Linked DNA regions of Gossypium arboreum: region 1 is linked to region 2. The links are chromatin contacts, called in public Hi-C maps. All regions are on one chromosome and are shown on one strand. Each heading gives the region's core, a stretch centred on a gene start, on an enhancer-like site or on the middle of the called end of the contact. The rest is flanking DNA. Distances are from core to core; before and after follow the strand shown.

Evidence for each region. Hi-C and Micro-C count contacts between places; a contact is called where the count stands out from the background.
Region 1: a Hi-C map of leaf shows a contact between it and region 2, with 2.5 times the contacts expected there. The contact joins the promoter of LOC108467158 here to the enhancer-like site in region 2. A contact is called at or near these places in 2 of 5 Hi-C or Micro-C datasets (both in leaf).

The regions. Positions count from the first base shown.
Region 1 is chr2:103,339,698-103,343,254 of ASM2569848v2, forward strand. LOC108467158 reads left to right here and starts at 1,681. Exons shown (of 14, transcript XM_017767702.2): 1 at 1,681-1,958; 2 at 2,912-3,023. The coding sequence starts at 1,791.
Region 2 is chr2:103,223,423-103,226,998 of ASM2569848v2, forward strand. It overlaps LOC108467065 (transportin-1-like), which reads left to right. Exons shown (of 29, transcript XM_053025088.1): 25 at 4-128; 26 at 284-335; 27 at 419-487; 28 at 562-621; 29 at 1,046-1,657. The coding sequence ends at 1,129. Among protein-coding and RNA genes, the nearest start is that of LOC108467065, 11 kb to the left of the region's middle. Within about 2 kb of position 1,984, at least 2 of the 2 cell types and tissues checked have an H3K27ac peak or open chromatin away from gene starts, as enhancers often do. A contact at or near this core is called in leaf, where this site is marked.

The DNA.
Region 1 (3,557 bases), core at 431-2,930, 120 kb after region 2:
TAAGGATTAAAATGTAACGCGTTTAAAAAGGACAGAGACCGAATAGGAAAATACCCCCTGTCCTTATACGCACCGTTTCTCAGAAGGACTAAAATATAACGTGCATAAAAGGGTAGGGACCAACTGGGAAATTATTCAAAGACCCATTAAATGCACGTTCTATGGGGGACCAAAATAAAACAAAACTAAAATTATATGGTAAAAGTTTTAAATATATAAAAAAGGACTGGATTGAAAAATAAATAAAAAGCAAAAGGACTAGGGCCGCAATTAACCCCTTTGTCGTGAAAATACTCGGATCCTACCAACTTTCAGGTCGAGTCTTGGGTTTGAGTCTAAAACGATGCCATTTTGGCGTTTGAAAATGAAGCCCAAAACGACGCCTTTTTATGGGGCTATACAAGTGAAAATATTAAGAAAAAAAATTCATTTTTCTTCGGTTTTAGAAAAAAACTTTTGAACTCTTTTTTTTTTCTCTCGGATCTGTCCCTTATCCGGCCAAGGGCTGCCGCCTGTCCGCTATGGCCATCGGTTGTTGGCAGCGCCGACCACCGCCTCCGGTGGTTGGAAAACCCCCCAACAAACTTTTTAGACCACCTTTTTGAATAGACCACAGATTTAAGGTTTAAATCCCCAAAAACCTAACCGACACTCGGCCGAAGGAAAAGAAATCGAAAGGTTCCACCTTTTTTCGACAAGGCCTTCGACAGAACCCTAAAGGGTTCTTAGGTTTCTCAATTCGGAGGAAAATACCCTACGGTGGTGGCAGTAATAGTGATTTTCAAGTAAGTATTTTCTTTTTTTAGGGTTTCAAAAATAAAAATAAAGTGCTACTTTTTGAAACTTATGTTTTTTTTTGTATTTTTCCGTGTAAAAAATATTACATTTTGAATCTGGCCTTTTAGCCGATTTACATATTATTTTTCTTTTTCTTTTTTGTTTTGCTACTGTTTATCTACTGTTCATGTGCTGTTCTTGCATTGTTGATCCTGTCTTTTCCCATTCTCTTTTTGCAGGTATCGACGCGGTCAACGAAGGGCGATGGGACGTGCACCTTTGCCATTTTGATGTAACGGCAATAGAGGCGTCAGGCTTTGAGCGGCCAACACGCTGACTCGGCATGAGGAGCAGCGCTAAGGAAGGACTAGGTTTTTTATTTTGCTGAAAAAGTGTTTAAGCTATTGGACCACTGAGCCATTAGAATTTTTTTGTTTTGGGTTATTTGAGCCTAATGTAAATGGACTGTTATATTTTAAACTTTTTATTTATTTTTGTTTTATTATTTGTAATCTAGGACTGGATAAAATTAGACAATTACAACCTGCATCCCTCAAATACTAGGAGAATTGACATTTCTCTCATCAAGGAGTACGCAAACCCCCCTCCCCGTTCCCCTCCCCCCCCAAAAAAAAATGGTCTCTTAGTCCTTTTCTTATACTGTTATGATTTTAAGTTACAAATAAATAAAAATGGATACAGAAATTTTGTATTAATTTACGCCATATCTGCACTTTGATTAAATACATAAGAGAAGTATGAAGTTAGCCTTCTAAATTGTTGAGAAACAAAATTAACAAAACAAAAAAAGGAATGCTTATGTCACAAATTTAATTACCTTAAAAAATATATTTGATATATAGAAATAAATATAGGGGTAACGTGGTCCACATATTTTACGGTAGTTGTATGATTGCTAGTCCCTCTATCTTAGTGGCTAAACTATTTAAGAGATTAGTGTTTTAACACAACAGTTGCTTCCTAAGGAGTTGGAGAGAGAGAAAAAGAGAGAGATGGAGAAGAATCTAACAGCGTTGAGCCATCTTTTCGTCACGGTATTCCTGTCAGGGTTTTCAACTATAATAGTGGCTCCGGCCATCATCGATGTTACTATGTTCGCCCTTTGCCCCGGCACTGATGAATGCTCCCTCGCCATTTACCTCTCTGGTTTCCAACAAGCTGTAGTTTCTTCTTCTTTTTCTTCATCTGTCGCTTTGCTATGTCTTATCATTTCTCTTCTTTTCTACAGTTTAGTTTATTTCATAAAATACCTTTCTTCTGAGATCGATTTGGATTTAATATGATTTTTCTTCAAGCTGTAGTTTTTTTTTTCTTAAACCAAAGTTTTATCTCAGTTGCTTAAGTAAATTAATTATGGGTAATTTACACCAACAGTCACTCAATTTTGATGTCTGCTTTCAATTCAGTCATTCTACTTTCAATTATGAGTGACTGTTGGTGTAATTTACCCATTAATTAATGATAGGGGGAATAAATGTTGAGAAGTATACACCAAGCAAGTTTCTTTCGTTGAGTTGTCATTTCTTACTTATTTTTCATATTGGCCGACTTTCAGTTTTGCATGGTTTTCATGGAGTTGATACTTAAGATCCTTCCAATGTCATTTTGGACATTTGAAGCCTTTTCTTTTTCTTTTTGATGATATACATATGTGGTTCATATTGCAGACAAGACATCATTAATCCAAGACATTAGCTTTTATGATGAACAAAAAGAAAAGATATTAGCTTTATGGCCCCCCTTTGTTGCGTAAACTTTAATAGAAATAAGGCGACGTCCTAATTTAGACAAAAGGGTGGTCATTCAATCTTAACATGTCGCCTTCTTGTACCAATTCAACTCTTTTTTTTTTGGATAAAATTCCACTACTTACTCCCATTTTTCTTAGGATTTGACTTGGACAGTATACAATAATTTGCGTCTAAAAATGCGTTTGAAAATTTCAAAATTTGTTTCAATTAAGTCACGGGTATAGTAGCAAAAGACTTACTAATTTTGATATCTGATTTTTGAGTTCAAATGTTTTCCTTTATCAAAAGAAAGCTTTCTAAAATCATGAACCGATTTGATTCCGAGTATTTTGATGTTGGTAATTGAGTTGAGATTGATGCAGATCATAGGACTAGGGACGGCCTTGATGATGCCAATTATTGGGAATCTATCGGATCAGTATGGAAGAAAAGCTCTACTTACATTGCCTATGACATTATCCATTATTCCCCTTGGTATGTATGTACATATAATATATATGATATGAACATAGATTTCACAGCTTTCATTGTCTCAACACTGCCCTCATGGGGTCACTATCTATGTGCCAAAGTTCCTAACGCATGCGTGTGTTGTGTGGCTTTGATGTGTCACCTTTTCATGTCTTTGCTTACATCTTTGAATTGGCTTATAGGGTGTCATTGTCCGACTTTGGGTCTGCTAGGTTTTATTATTCAAAGCTTGCTTTTAACTTGACATTCAAAAATTTAATTTGGTTGTATCTGTTGGATCGAGTGGTCTATTAAATAAAGTCTGAGTTGGAGTCTTATAGATAAAAATAACAATGTTAGGAAAGCTTTGTACTTATGGAAGGGTCTGAATCAACTTGACTCCACATCAAACCAAAAAATTGAGTTTGGGTCCTTTACACTTCTCATGTACGTATAAACCAACTTAATACCAATAAGTGGTTCATATCATGATGCTAGTGTTGTGAGTTCTGCTTTTCTTTTGATTTTTTCATTAATAACATTGCAAAGGTTAATATG
Region 2 (3,576 bases), core at 734-3,233:
CAGGGGCTGAACAAGTCACTTGTTGAAAATAGTGCTATTACACTAGGGAGGCTTGCATGGGTCTGTCCAGATCTTGTATCGCCACATATGGAGCATTTCATGCAATCTTGGTGTATTGCTTTGTCTATGTAAGTGTTGGTTTATCTTCCTCACTTGTAAATTGTTGATCTGATGTATAGCGAAGTTACTGTTAGGATCAGGTACATTAAATTGCACTTATTAGAGCAGAATTCAATTTATTTGCAAGATGTATGTCAACTTATTTGACAAACAACTTTGGCAGGATACGTGATGATATTGAGAAAGAAGATGCGTTCCGGGGCCTATGTGCAATGGTATGCACCTGCTTTGTTAATAATGTTAATTAATAGTGAATAGATAAACTGAGTTGTTTTTGGATGATGCTGCACTTTTTCAGGTCAGGGCAAATCCATCAGGGGCTCTGAGTTCACTTGTTTTCATGTGCAAAGCTATTGCAAGTTGGCATGTAAGGATGCTTTTATTTTGTTGTTTTTGAGGGTTGTATAAGTTTAAGCTTTTTACCATCTTCTATGTCTGCAGGAAATAAGGAGTGAAGAACTACATAATGAAGTTTGTCAGGTCTTGCACGGTTATAAACAGGTAGGCAGTTGTCATTGTCAGCTTTGCTTTTCTTGATTATTTTTATACCACCTTGCAGGATTTTTGTGGTTTGCTGATTATTTTAACTTGGTATATTTTAAAATGATTAAAATCCTTAAATCTTGTTATTACATGCTGTACACTTTTTCTGTCTATATGTTTCTGTATTTTATTTTATTTTTATTTTTGGTTTGTTTGCAATCATATAGGTTCTCCTATCGCTGTGAATCTCTTGTTTAGTGCATTTTTCTTGATTGGAAATTTATTTATTTTCTTCATTTCTTTCTCATTTATGCAATAAACAAGGGGAACTTGAGTACTTAATTGATCGTTTCTGTTTTTACTATGGTTACATAGATCCAAAATTATGACATGCATTAGAGTGAGGTTCATTTACTGAGTCAGGCAATGAATGCTGTTGCAGATGCTTAGGAATGGGGCGTGGGACCAATGTATGTCTGCCTTGGAGCCACCTGTGAAGGATAAACTTTCAAAGTATCAAGTATAAGATGTTCTTGGTTATCCATGCTTGTCGTTATTCTACATTATATTTGTGGTTCTTCAGAGGTCTTTATCAGCATCGATACTGTTGGTATATTTTGTGCATTATCTGACTGTATTGGAGCTGCGATTCATATAAGCATCCTATAAGCAAATGTTGGTTAGGAGGTGGGGGTACTGAAGCGGTCGAGTATTTGTGTATGGATTTTTAGCATGCAGGAATATGCTGGCTCCATAAGGGGTGAAGAGGTGGTTTTTACTGGGTGTTCGTAATTGGGACATGGGGTAAGGTATCTGATTCAAACATTTGCATTCGTTATTTTTGACAAATTTCTCTTATTTTCATTGTTTTGTGAGTTAGGGATAGGGTTTTGATCTGTGGATTCCCACAGTTTTTCTGTACAAGGGCTTCAATTGTTTTTTCTTATTAGAATTTTGGGTGTTATTTGTGTATTATATAAGGTCTGGAACATACTATTGGAGTTGGAGGTGGATTTTTTTTTTTTGACAATAAATTTAGTTGGTATTTCATGAATTCATGTTTGGCTCATCTGAATGTGAATCTTATTACATGGAATGATCTATTCCTACTTTATTGTATGCACCGTAGTAGTCATTCTTTTGAGTGGCGTATTCTACCTTATGACATGCAAGGTTGTAGTAGCTATTTTTTCAAGACTTGATAATGGCTATTACTTGTGTTTGCTGAATAGCTATGTAGATAGATACAATTTTGCAGAAAAGAATGGAGGAAAGGAAGAAGAGGGGGTTGACTATGGTAGTTGGTACCATACCGTACCGTACCTTATCCTAAGCCCTCACCCCCTTCCTTTAAAAACCCACAATTAAATCTAGCATTAAACATAATTATCATAAGCTCTAAAAGGGTGCCGAAACAAAGGAAGCGCTTACTCAACAACACCTTGAGATTCAACATCATTTCCATAAATATCAAGATGGTTCAACCATAAAAAGGGGCTCTCACTATCTGGCGTCGCCATAGCTAGCTAGGAATTCTGAATAATTAACTCTCGATTGTTTGAACTTTCTAATTTCAATCTTAAATTTATGTGTCGGTATCAGAGTTTAGGATTCATTGTTTATCACATGTTTGATTATATATATTTTTGTCTGAGAATAAAGCCTTGTTGCAAACACAAACCAAGAAAGAGGCCATCAAGAAAAAAAAAAAAAAGAACAAAAATACAATTTTATTTATCTATTTGAATTTCGAGTTAAAAAATTTTCAAATATTATGTTCATATATTTATTGGCTCTCTTAAAATTTCATAATTTTTGGACATCTAAAACACCGAAACTAATTATTAGAAGTTGGATAGTAGTTCTATAAGATTTTACCGTAATTGCCTATTTTTTATACTTAAGAGTTAGGGTTCATTGCTTATTTGCTTTTATTGACTCTTATACATTAACTAACATATTTCCTTCTTGTGTTAGTAGGATTTAAAGAAGTTGTGTTTTCCTTCTTTCGTACAACTTAGTTCCTTACTTCGAGCCTTTCTTTGGCATTCTAGGTGCCGAAGAAATCTTTGTTAGTGGGACTACTCTTTAATTAATTTTGAATAATTGAAGCTTCATTATGTATTATAACAACATAACAAGTTATCAAGTCTTACTCTTTTGTTGAGTGCCTAGGTGGGTCAAATTTTACTTTCTATAGTTAACAATGAAGATTTAATTTACTGTTTTGATCCGCGATGAATAGCATGTAAAAACTTAGTTTAAGAAATAATTATTCAATTAAAGTCTCAAAACACTAATTACTTAATAACTACAAGTGCACAATATCTTTGTCAAGCAACAATTACAATGAAATATCTTCATTAGAAATGATTCTAAAGGTCGAATCCACAGGAAAAATGTGTAACTGCCTTGAATTAATTAGACTCACCTGCTAACTAATTTACAAATATAAGTTACAAAAAAAAAAAAAATGTATAAATAAATGCAGTTAAAGTAAATAACATAATAAAATACTATTTTGATTATTCAACCGTAAATCACAAATGTAGCGATCAAAGATTGCCCAGTTAATGACATTTAATAATTTATATCAAATTAATCCTAATATAAAATTTATGACACATATGTACTTTTAAATTTAGGGCAAGTGCTAAAATGCACAAATGTCACTGTCGCATTTTTTCTTCAACTCCTCTTGGTGTTATACTACAGTTGCCTACCTCACACTAAGCTGTCATGGTCATTACTTGGCGGTTTTTACCTAAAACCAACCTTTGGTAACCTCTGATTAGATCACTAGTGTAGTGTAGAATGGGTGGTCAATGTTCAACCTACTTTTCCCTAGAAATTTCGTTAACCATATGTCACTTAGAATTATATATAACGATTCAGTTTCTAGTGGTGTCGAAAAATGTGATTTTTAGAATTTCACTTTTATAGACCGAATTCGTAAATATTGAATAGAGATAT